Regions from separate parts of the Mus musculus genome. Here regions 1 and 2 are each linked to region 3. Evidence: chromatin contacts called from public Hi-C data. All regions are on one chromosome and are shown on one strand. The core of a region is the stretch at or near the end of the contact, and the rest is flanking DNA. Distances in the headings are between cores, read along the strand shown. Region 1 has its middle 80 kb from the start of Gm35542. Region 2 has its middle 21 kb from the start of Gm35542. Region 3 has its middle 20 kb from the start of Gm26331.

Region 1 (2,700 bases), core at 2-2,501, 270 kb after region 3:
AGACTGACAGGAGACATCATTCAAACCTAGTGCTTTAGTGTGCTTCCTATGGTTGTAACTGCACACTAAACACTGAATAGCTTTAAAAGAAAAAAGGTTTTGGTAGCTCGTAGTTCTGAGCATCTAATGATATGGTACCATGATCTCATGAAGGCTCCATGCTGTAATATGTAATCATAATATGTCAGAGAGTATCACATGAAGAGAAAGAATAAGCTAGCCAGCTTGTGTTTCTCTTTCTCATACAACTGTCAATGCCATCGTGAGGCCCCACCTTCAAGATCTTATCTAATGTCAATCATGTTCCAATGCCCTTCTTCCAGAGACCATCATAGATAACAGTGGAGACTAAGTCTTAACAAGGGTTCAAATCATAACCTCCAGGAGTGTTCCTACTGCCTGGCCAGTCACTGACCCAACTGGATGATCTCCCAGAGGTCTAGAGCAGTGGTTTTAAACCTTCCTGATGCTGTGACCCCCTTAATACAGTTCCTCATGTTGTGGTGACCGCCCCCAACATTGAATTTTTTTTTTGTTGTTACTTCATGGCTGTAATTTTGCTACTGTTATGAATCATAATAATTTTAGAGATAGAGATTTGCCAAAGGGGTTGTGACCCATAGGCTGAGAATCATTGTTCTAAACCATCATAAAAGCTAAAACCTGGGTATCCTGCCTAGTAGGCACAGGGAAATTGATATCTGCCTTCTACCCTTCCATCGCTCTACCCCTTCTTCCTCCCTCCCTCCCTCTCTCCCTTCCTTCCTTTCTTCCTTCCTTCCTTCCTTTCTTCCTTCTTCCTTTCCTTCCTTCTCTTCCTTCCTTCTTCCTTTCCTTACATCTTCTTTTCCTTCCTTCTTCCCTTCATTTCTTCCTTCTTTCTTTGTTTTCTTTATGATTCTTTTCTTTCTTCCTTTCCTTTCTGTCTTTCTTTCTGTCTTTCTGTCTTTCTTTCTTTTCTCTCTTTCTTTTCTCTCTCTCTTTTCTTTCTTCCTTTCTCTCTCTCTTTCTCTCTTTCTTTCTTTCCTGTTTGCTTTCTTGCTTGCTTGCTTTTGTAATGACACTAGTAATGCACTAATATTCAGCCACTTTGATTTGATTCTGTAGTAATGACTCAATTCACACTATAAACTCTGTTACAGACTCTTGCAGATCAACAAACATGATTATTTATCACAGGCCAAGATGCAGTCATATGTCATGTGATCATGCAGAACTCTAAGTGGCTTTGGTCATGCCTGGGCTGACTCAGCCTGAAGGAAGGGCAAAGCAGATGTGGTTCATTAGGACTTCAGGGAGTGTTTAGACTGAGTGCAACTGACACCAGCCACTGTCTCCGGGTTTTCCCGGAGATGACATTTCGCATGCTGCTGCAGTAGCACTCCACTATCTAAAAATCCATCCAGACATTGTCAGGGGGGCTTTTAAGGAAAAGGACTTAGCCAAGCTTGATAGATGCAGACCGACAAGACAAGTATAAGCATCAAGACATGATTATGCCTCTACTTGCACTTTGAGAATAATATTACAGGAAAAGAATGAGCCCCTTTCTGACTTTAGGACACCAGTAGGTCTGGATTAGTGGAGGTCACCTAGATGCCAAATGTTGAATATGATGGCATCTTCATCTTTGATAGAACAGCAGAGATCTCTCTAGACTATTGATAATAGATTCCAAAATGAGAGCATATTTATAAAATACCAATAGTCCCCCCCGCCCCCCGCCAATGACTCATAGGAAGGGCAGAACCTATTAGGCAATTATGCCCCAAAAGTGCGTTTAATCTCCAAATAAGAAATATTTATCCTTGTGCTGTCTAGTCTCTGGGTTTCAGAACCTATTGGCTAGCAGAAAACCATAAGCCACACCTACATCCAGGGAATCTCAAGACTGGCATCCTCCAATAGTACAACTCCCGGGAACAAATGGCACCGCTAGGCAGGTGGGAAGTGGCAGGTGTTTCACAAACTCCTCCAAGAAATAAGGGTTCTTGTTCTAACTACCAGAGCAACACTGCAACAGTGTGTCGTTCTTGGAGTATCACAAGGCCCATTGTCTTGATAAGCATCTGCTACAAGGACAAACACATGCATTGTGTGTGAGAGAACATTACAACGCCCAAACATGCTTGGCAGTAAAGTTCTAAGACAAGTAGGTGTTCACTTAACTTCTGTCTATGCCTACAACTGTAGGGTAAAAGACATAAATCCTGGGGAAACGTAATCTACCAAAGCACAACAATCATCAATATCGGTCTTAGCTAGCTTGTGTTATGTTGAATTGGATCTGGGTCTCAGGTGAGTGAGACTCCACTACTCAAGTAGCTATGAGCATGGACTGATATTTGTACATGGCCTGGGCTTGGGAAGGGAGCAAAGATCAGAATGGAGAGGAAAACACTGACTCCAGCAATCGACAAAGTGACAAGATTAGAAACATGGAAGAGGAGTAAGTAGCAAGACAGGAGTGAACCCTCCATCAGCCATAGCTGCACATCTCAGAGAGCTCCTATGAGACCTGAGGGAGGCAGACAGTCTCACAGCCAAGCTTTGTCTTCCTGAGTGAGCTGCCTAGGAGCTCCAGTCATTACCTGGACTGACCATGAATGCTGAGAGAGAGAGAGAGAGAGAGAGAGAGAGAGAGAGAGAGAGAGAGAAAGAACAGAAGCTCATTAGTAGGCTCTCTCTCACACACACACA
Region 2 (2,700 bases), core at 161-2,660, 330 kb after region 3:
TGAAACGCTTTGATCTGGAGTTGTAAGGAGCTGTGAAACAGAGCCTCGGAAACAGACAGATATTTGTGTAAGCATCCTTTATGTATTGCCAGTGTGGAATAATAACATATCAAAGCCCCAACTTACCTCATCTGCCTGGTACAGCCAAGGCATAAATAAAGAGGAACAATGGAATCACTATTGCTCTCTCTCGGAGAGCCAGCGACATCACTGTATCCTTTATAATTGCTGGCAAGAAGATTAATGTTTTGTTAAATATCAGAGCAAGGTCACAAGGGGGCTCGCAGGCCTGTCTAAACACCCAGTCTTTAAGCTCCTTCCTTCTCACTTGCTTTATTTTGGAAATGAACTTGTAGCATATCATCTAATGATGGTGATTTTGCCTTTGAAAGACAAGGGTTGCATAGTCACCTCGCTCAGAATACACATAACACAAATGTGCACATACATTCACACTCACACACACACACACACACACACACACTTGTGTATATAAAAAACCGCACATACACTCTATACACACACACACATACCACACATACACATGAACATATGCACACATACCACACACACCCCTATACACAAATACAGACACACACACAAACACACACTCATGCATACACACCACATGCACACAAGCACATGCACACACACTACACACATACCACACACATACACACAAATGCACATACACACACATACACATACACATACAAATACACACGCACATGCACGTGATTTCTCTAGACGATATTTTGGGAATAGCGTTGATTTGACTGCATCATATGGACAATGTTGTTATGAGGTGACCTTGCCCTTTGAACCAACATGGATAATTTATTGCCTGTCACTGTGGCCAAAAGCAAGAGGTATGTGCTTAAGAGATGGACTTTATTGGAGTCTGGGGGCTCCCTCCTGCCTCCCAAAGACTTCTGTCATCATTTCCTGTGTTTCTGTTATGTTTAGCCTATATGTCTGTGCATATAGATGTTTCCAACAGCAAACAGTTCATGACCCAGAAAGAGCAAAATATTTTGGCTTGCCCTGGCTTTCAGCACCTGTTTAAACCAAAAGCCTTTTGAATCTCTGTGCACAGGTCAGAAGGCTCAGCCAGCAACTGGAGAGGGGTGCAAAGCTATAGAGACTGTCTTGTGGGCTGTTTTCAAACCCAAGACCCCATGCTAATGTCAAGGACCTTTACTGCCTTGGATCCCAGATGTGGAAGAGAAGACAAACAGCAAATCCACGGAGCAGTAGGTCTTTCTTTTCGCATGTAGATCTGTACATGCATCTCCCAGCTTGCCTTGGTAACACGAGGAATTGACCTTGGTAGTCTAGGTTCATCTCCCATTGATAGCTCAATATTTTTCCAGGCAGTGTCATATCTGTGACAAAGCAGCAGCCTGGCTAGCACTGGGCATTAGCCTTTGTCACCGGAGCAGCTGAGGTAGGCTTGGCAAGTTCTTCAGGACCGAAAGAGTAACTCTGGGGACACGGATGTTCTTCCCATTTTCCCAGGGGAACAATACAGTGCTCAGAGGGTCCCCAAGAAGGTTCTTCCAGGATGTGGCAAAGTCATGGCAGTGGTGATGGAGACCTGCTCTCACATCAGGCGTCACCGAAAGTGAAGTGCTGGAGAATGCTAAGGGACACAGGGTGCCTTTCAAGGGACCCCTCTGCCTCTCCTCTCTATACAGCTTGTCTGGGAAAAGAGGTTTTAATTGCAGCTCTGATTTTAAGGTGATCTGCTTATGCGTTGTTTTTGTTTTGTTTTGTTTTGTTTTGTTTTGTTTTGTTTTGTTTTTCTCTCCGTGAAGCTTGAGGAGAAATTAAGAAGTAAAGAAGACAGCTTGACCGGGCAGCGGTGGTACATGCCTTTAATCCCAGCACTTGGGAGACAGAGGCAGGCAGATTTCTGAGTTTCTGAGGTCGAGGCCAGCCTGGTCTACAGAGTGAGTTCCAGGACAGCCAGGGCTACACAGAGAAACCCTGTCTCAGAAAACCAAAAAAAAAAAAAAAAAGGAGGAGGAGGAGGAGAAAAAGGAATAAGAAGGAGAAGAAGGAGAAGGAGAAGGAGGAGGAGGAGGAGGAGAAGAAAGAAGAAGAAGAAGAAGAAGAAGAAGAAGAAGAAGAAGAAGAAGAAGAAGAAGAAGAAGAAGAAAGAAGAAAGAAGAAGAAGAAGACAGCTTGTTGCCCTAAGAGGCAATTAGATGTGAAAGAATAGCTTCCTGACTTGGGAATCGTGCCACAGCTTCACTAATCTGGATGGCAGCCAGGGCTTAGCGCCACCATTACCATGTGCCCTCTTGCCTCAGTTAGGGTGATTTGAGAAGAGGGTGCTCCACCTAATATGGAAGTCTATGCTTCCTGTGCATGTGGGACCTCAATAGGATGCTGAGTCAGTAACAGGATGGACAGATAAGAGGCTGGCAGAGTAGGGAGTGGACAGATGGATAGATGCTCATAGAGATTAAATACAAAATAGACCACAAAAGTAGCCATCCAGCCACAGCATGACCTGTAGTGCAGAGCTGGCCCACGACCTGATTTTGTAAATTAGGTTTCATTGGAACGTAGCTAGGACCGTTCCTTTATGTTTTAGTCTGCTCCCACACATTGCATTATCATAACCCAGACCATGTGGCTTATTAGTTATATGTTTCTTTTTTTAAACTACTTTTTTTTAATTATTATTATATG
Region 3 (2,700 bases), core at 170-2,669:
TTCGTCTTCTCGGAGTAAACAAGGCCAGTCTGCATGCAACTCCATCAAGACATACGCAGCGTTGTTTGGGATAATGGATTTGATGGGAGTGAAAACAGTGGGGATTAAATGGACCCAGAATGGATAAATATAACTAATTGTCATCCCTTTCTATCCACATAAACATCCCTAGCACTGCAGAAAGGGAAGAGGGGGGCACCCTGCAGATACTCCTCTTAACTGACTGATGGCGCTGGGGCGGACAGAGTTCTAAAGACTTTCCCTCTGCCCTCAGTGAATTCGGCTTTTATGACCCCCACCCCCACCCACCCCCAACTCTGCAGTGAACACAAGAGCTGTACAACCCTGTTCAGAATAACTTCAAACTTCGTTTTCAACAATGTGGCTGGAACTTTTGAAGCTTGCAGAAGAACTCAGCTACTTTACACACACACACACACACACACACACACACACACACACACACACACACACACACTCACACACAAGGCAAAGCCTGAAATCAAACTTTAGAATTTTAAAAAGTTTTCATCGAGGGATCTGATTACTGCATGTGTGCACAGAGAGGGATAATATTAATGATTGCAATGGACTCTTTCTCACTGCAAGATTCGCTGTTGATTTTGTTATTTTGTCGCCCCCCCCCACCTCCCCCCAGCTGAGGACAGAACCCAGGCCCCTGTGCTTGCTAGGAAAGCACTCTACCACTGAGCTGAATTCCCAACCCTCACTGCTGATTTTGTAAATCGAGAATTATTGCTGCAAGCTTAGACAGTGCCTAGACATATACCTCGCACTAAAATACATCTATTTAAAGAAAGAAACATTTACATAGCTTTAAAAAAAACCTGTCACTTGACGCGGTAACTCCATTTGCAATGATTCAATAAATATAGTGTTTAACATTTGAAATGTATTTAAATCTGTTTTCACTTCTTTTAAGCTAAAGTTCAAAGACATTTGCAACCGAATGTCATTTATTATCAAGGCATGCTATTCATACCCGAATAGTGTTAGTATAGAAAAATGAAACTTCGAGTCTGTGAGTCATAGCAGTGTCTAAGGCTTACTCAGTAAAGCCAGCATGGCAACCTCTATCTGTGATCTCCGGAAGCTGATTTTTTTTTTTGATAGAAACTTAGAGCTGTCTTTCAAACAGAATCATCTGAAATTTAAAATTAGCCAAGGATTACAGTTTGCAAGAAGGCGTGTCTCCACCCCCAGTGTGAACCAGTGTCGTCAAAGTGAAAGGGGGAAGAAGGAAGGAATGGAGAAGATGTGGTTGTTTTGACACAAGGGAGAAAAGCTTTAGTGCCGTTTCATTTTTAACTTCATTTCAAATTATCTCCCAACCACCCTGGTATTTCTGCATGGAGATAATCACATCTCATCAGCTTGCGCCAGACCCGGCAGCTACGCAGCCAAGAGCTAACGTGGCTTCTCAGATCCGACCACTGAACACAGCTACAGCTCCGCAGAAGAATGGTGGGAACTGGCATGGCTGGATGCCCACCAGCCCCTCCAATATTTTGATTTTGTTTTTCTTTCTCTGGGTAACGTTAATTGTCCACAAGGTGTGTGAGGATGCCTCCCCTGGGACAAACCCCCAGAAAGGGAAAACACGAGGTTAAGAATGCATCACAAATCTGCCCCAGGGATGATAAGGATTTAGACTTGTTGACTAGCTGTGCAAGAACGGCCAGCTCGTGGATTCATGCACAGAAAACTGAAGAAGGCTCTTCTTGAGAAAAGTTAAAAAAAAAAAAGAATAAAATAAAAAGAATGGGTGTTTGGGAGACGGGAAGGCGATCCTGGTTTTAGACATAGGCCATCAGTTACTCCTAGAAACATTTGGGAATTCCCTGTCATTGAGCTTGAATGGGGACGCTGGGATGGTTTGTTTTAACACTGATGCATGGAAAATGAAGCCCCGCCCCCCACACCCTCTTAATGTTAGAAAAACTCCTATGTAAATGATGGACTGCCTTATCTTGATACCATTTGTCTTAACTTCGCTTCCTCTCACTTCAGTCATTTAATTTGTACGGCTTCCAAATCAGAGTGACTGTCATCTATTAGTCTCCTTGGTGACAGAGGGCAGGGGGCTGTTGTATTGGAGTTAATAAAGCAGAAACACAAGCCTAATTATTGGGAAGATAAACCACGCTGGCAGGGTTTTGTCCTCTAGGGTTGGAAGTCTTGGTACCCAGATATTTTGGAGTTGAGTCCCTATGCACAGGGCACACAGTCGGCAGCAGGTGGGGACACATGTTTTTAGGTTCCTGATACTGGTACATTTCAACAATCGGCATCCCTAGAGGGTGGGGTGGCACTGCCAGGGAGCAAACCTACCATCATTAATCAAATGAGATCTGTGCCGGGGCACGGGGCGGGGGCTCAGAAATGCAAGGGGTGAAGCTGGAAGAAAGTGGTGTTTTGGTTACAAGTGTAAGCATGTATATGTAAGCAGAGCCTGTGCACACATATATCGAGTAGCTCAGTGTAGTATAGTGAGCTGTGAATGTGTGTATGTGTATGTGTGTGAGAAAGAGTGTCACAGAGAGAGTCTTGCCAGCACTTAGACTATGGAAAAATTTAAACATGCATATATATATACACATACATATATATACACATGTATGATATGTTAGCATAGATGCAGTGATCTAAATGTTAGCGACTGAAACCTCAATTTATTGA

Evidence for each region. Hi-C and Micro-C count contacts between places; a contact is called where the count stands out from the background.
Region 1: a contact with region 3 is called in a Hi-C map of the N1E-115 cell line, with 9 times the contacts expected there. The contact joins two enhancer-like sites. A contact is called at or near these places in 6 of 484 Hi-C or Micro-C datasets (the N1E-115 cell line, nephron progenitors, stem cell-derived neural progenitor cells and 1 more) and 4 of 115 datasets of contacts at active chromatin or transcription factors (astrocytes, embryonic basal ganglia, microglia and 1 more).
Region 2: a contact with region 3 is called in a Hi-C map of the N1E-115 cell line, with 6 times the contacts expected there. The contact joins two enhancer-like sites. A contact is called at or near these places in 3 of 484 Hi-C or Micro-C datasets (the G1E-ER4 cell line and the N1E-115 cell line), 3 of 115 datasets of contacts at active chromatin or transcription factors (astrocytes, embryonic basal ganglia and forebrain) and 1 of 9 other capture datasets (embryonic stem cells).

The regions. Positions count from the first base shown.
Region 1 is chr8:89,298,417-89,301,116 of GRCm38.p6, reverse strand. No RefSeq gene overlaps it. Among named protein-coding and RNA genes, the nearest start is that of Gm35542, 80 kb to the right of the region's middle. Within about 2 kb of position 1,251, at least 5 of the 459 cell types and tissues checked have an H3K27ac peak or open chromatin away from gene starts, as enhancers often do. A contact at or near this core is called in the N1E-115 cell line, where this site is marked.
Region 2 is chr8:89,239,376-89,242,075 of GRCm38.p6, reverse strand. No RefSeq gene overlaps it. Among named protein-coding and RNA genes, the nearest start is that of Gm35542, 21 kb to the right of the region's middle. Within about 2 kb of position 1,410, at least 11 of the 459 cell types and tissues checked have an H3K27ac peak or open chromatin away from gene starts, as enhancers often do. A contact at or near this core is called in the N1E-115 cell line, where this site is marked.
Region 3 is chr8:89,568,365-89,571,064 of GRCm38.p6, reverse strand. No RefSeq gene overlaps it. Among named protein-coding and RNA genes, the nearest start is that of Gm26331, 20 kb to the left of the region's middle. Within about 2 kb of position 1,419, at least 18 of the 459 cell types and tissues checked have an H3K27ac peak or open chromatin away from gene starts, as enhancers often do. A contact at or near this core is called in the N1E-115 cell line, where this site is marked.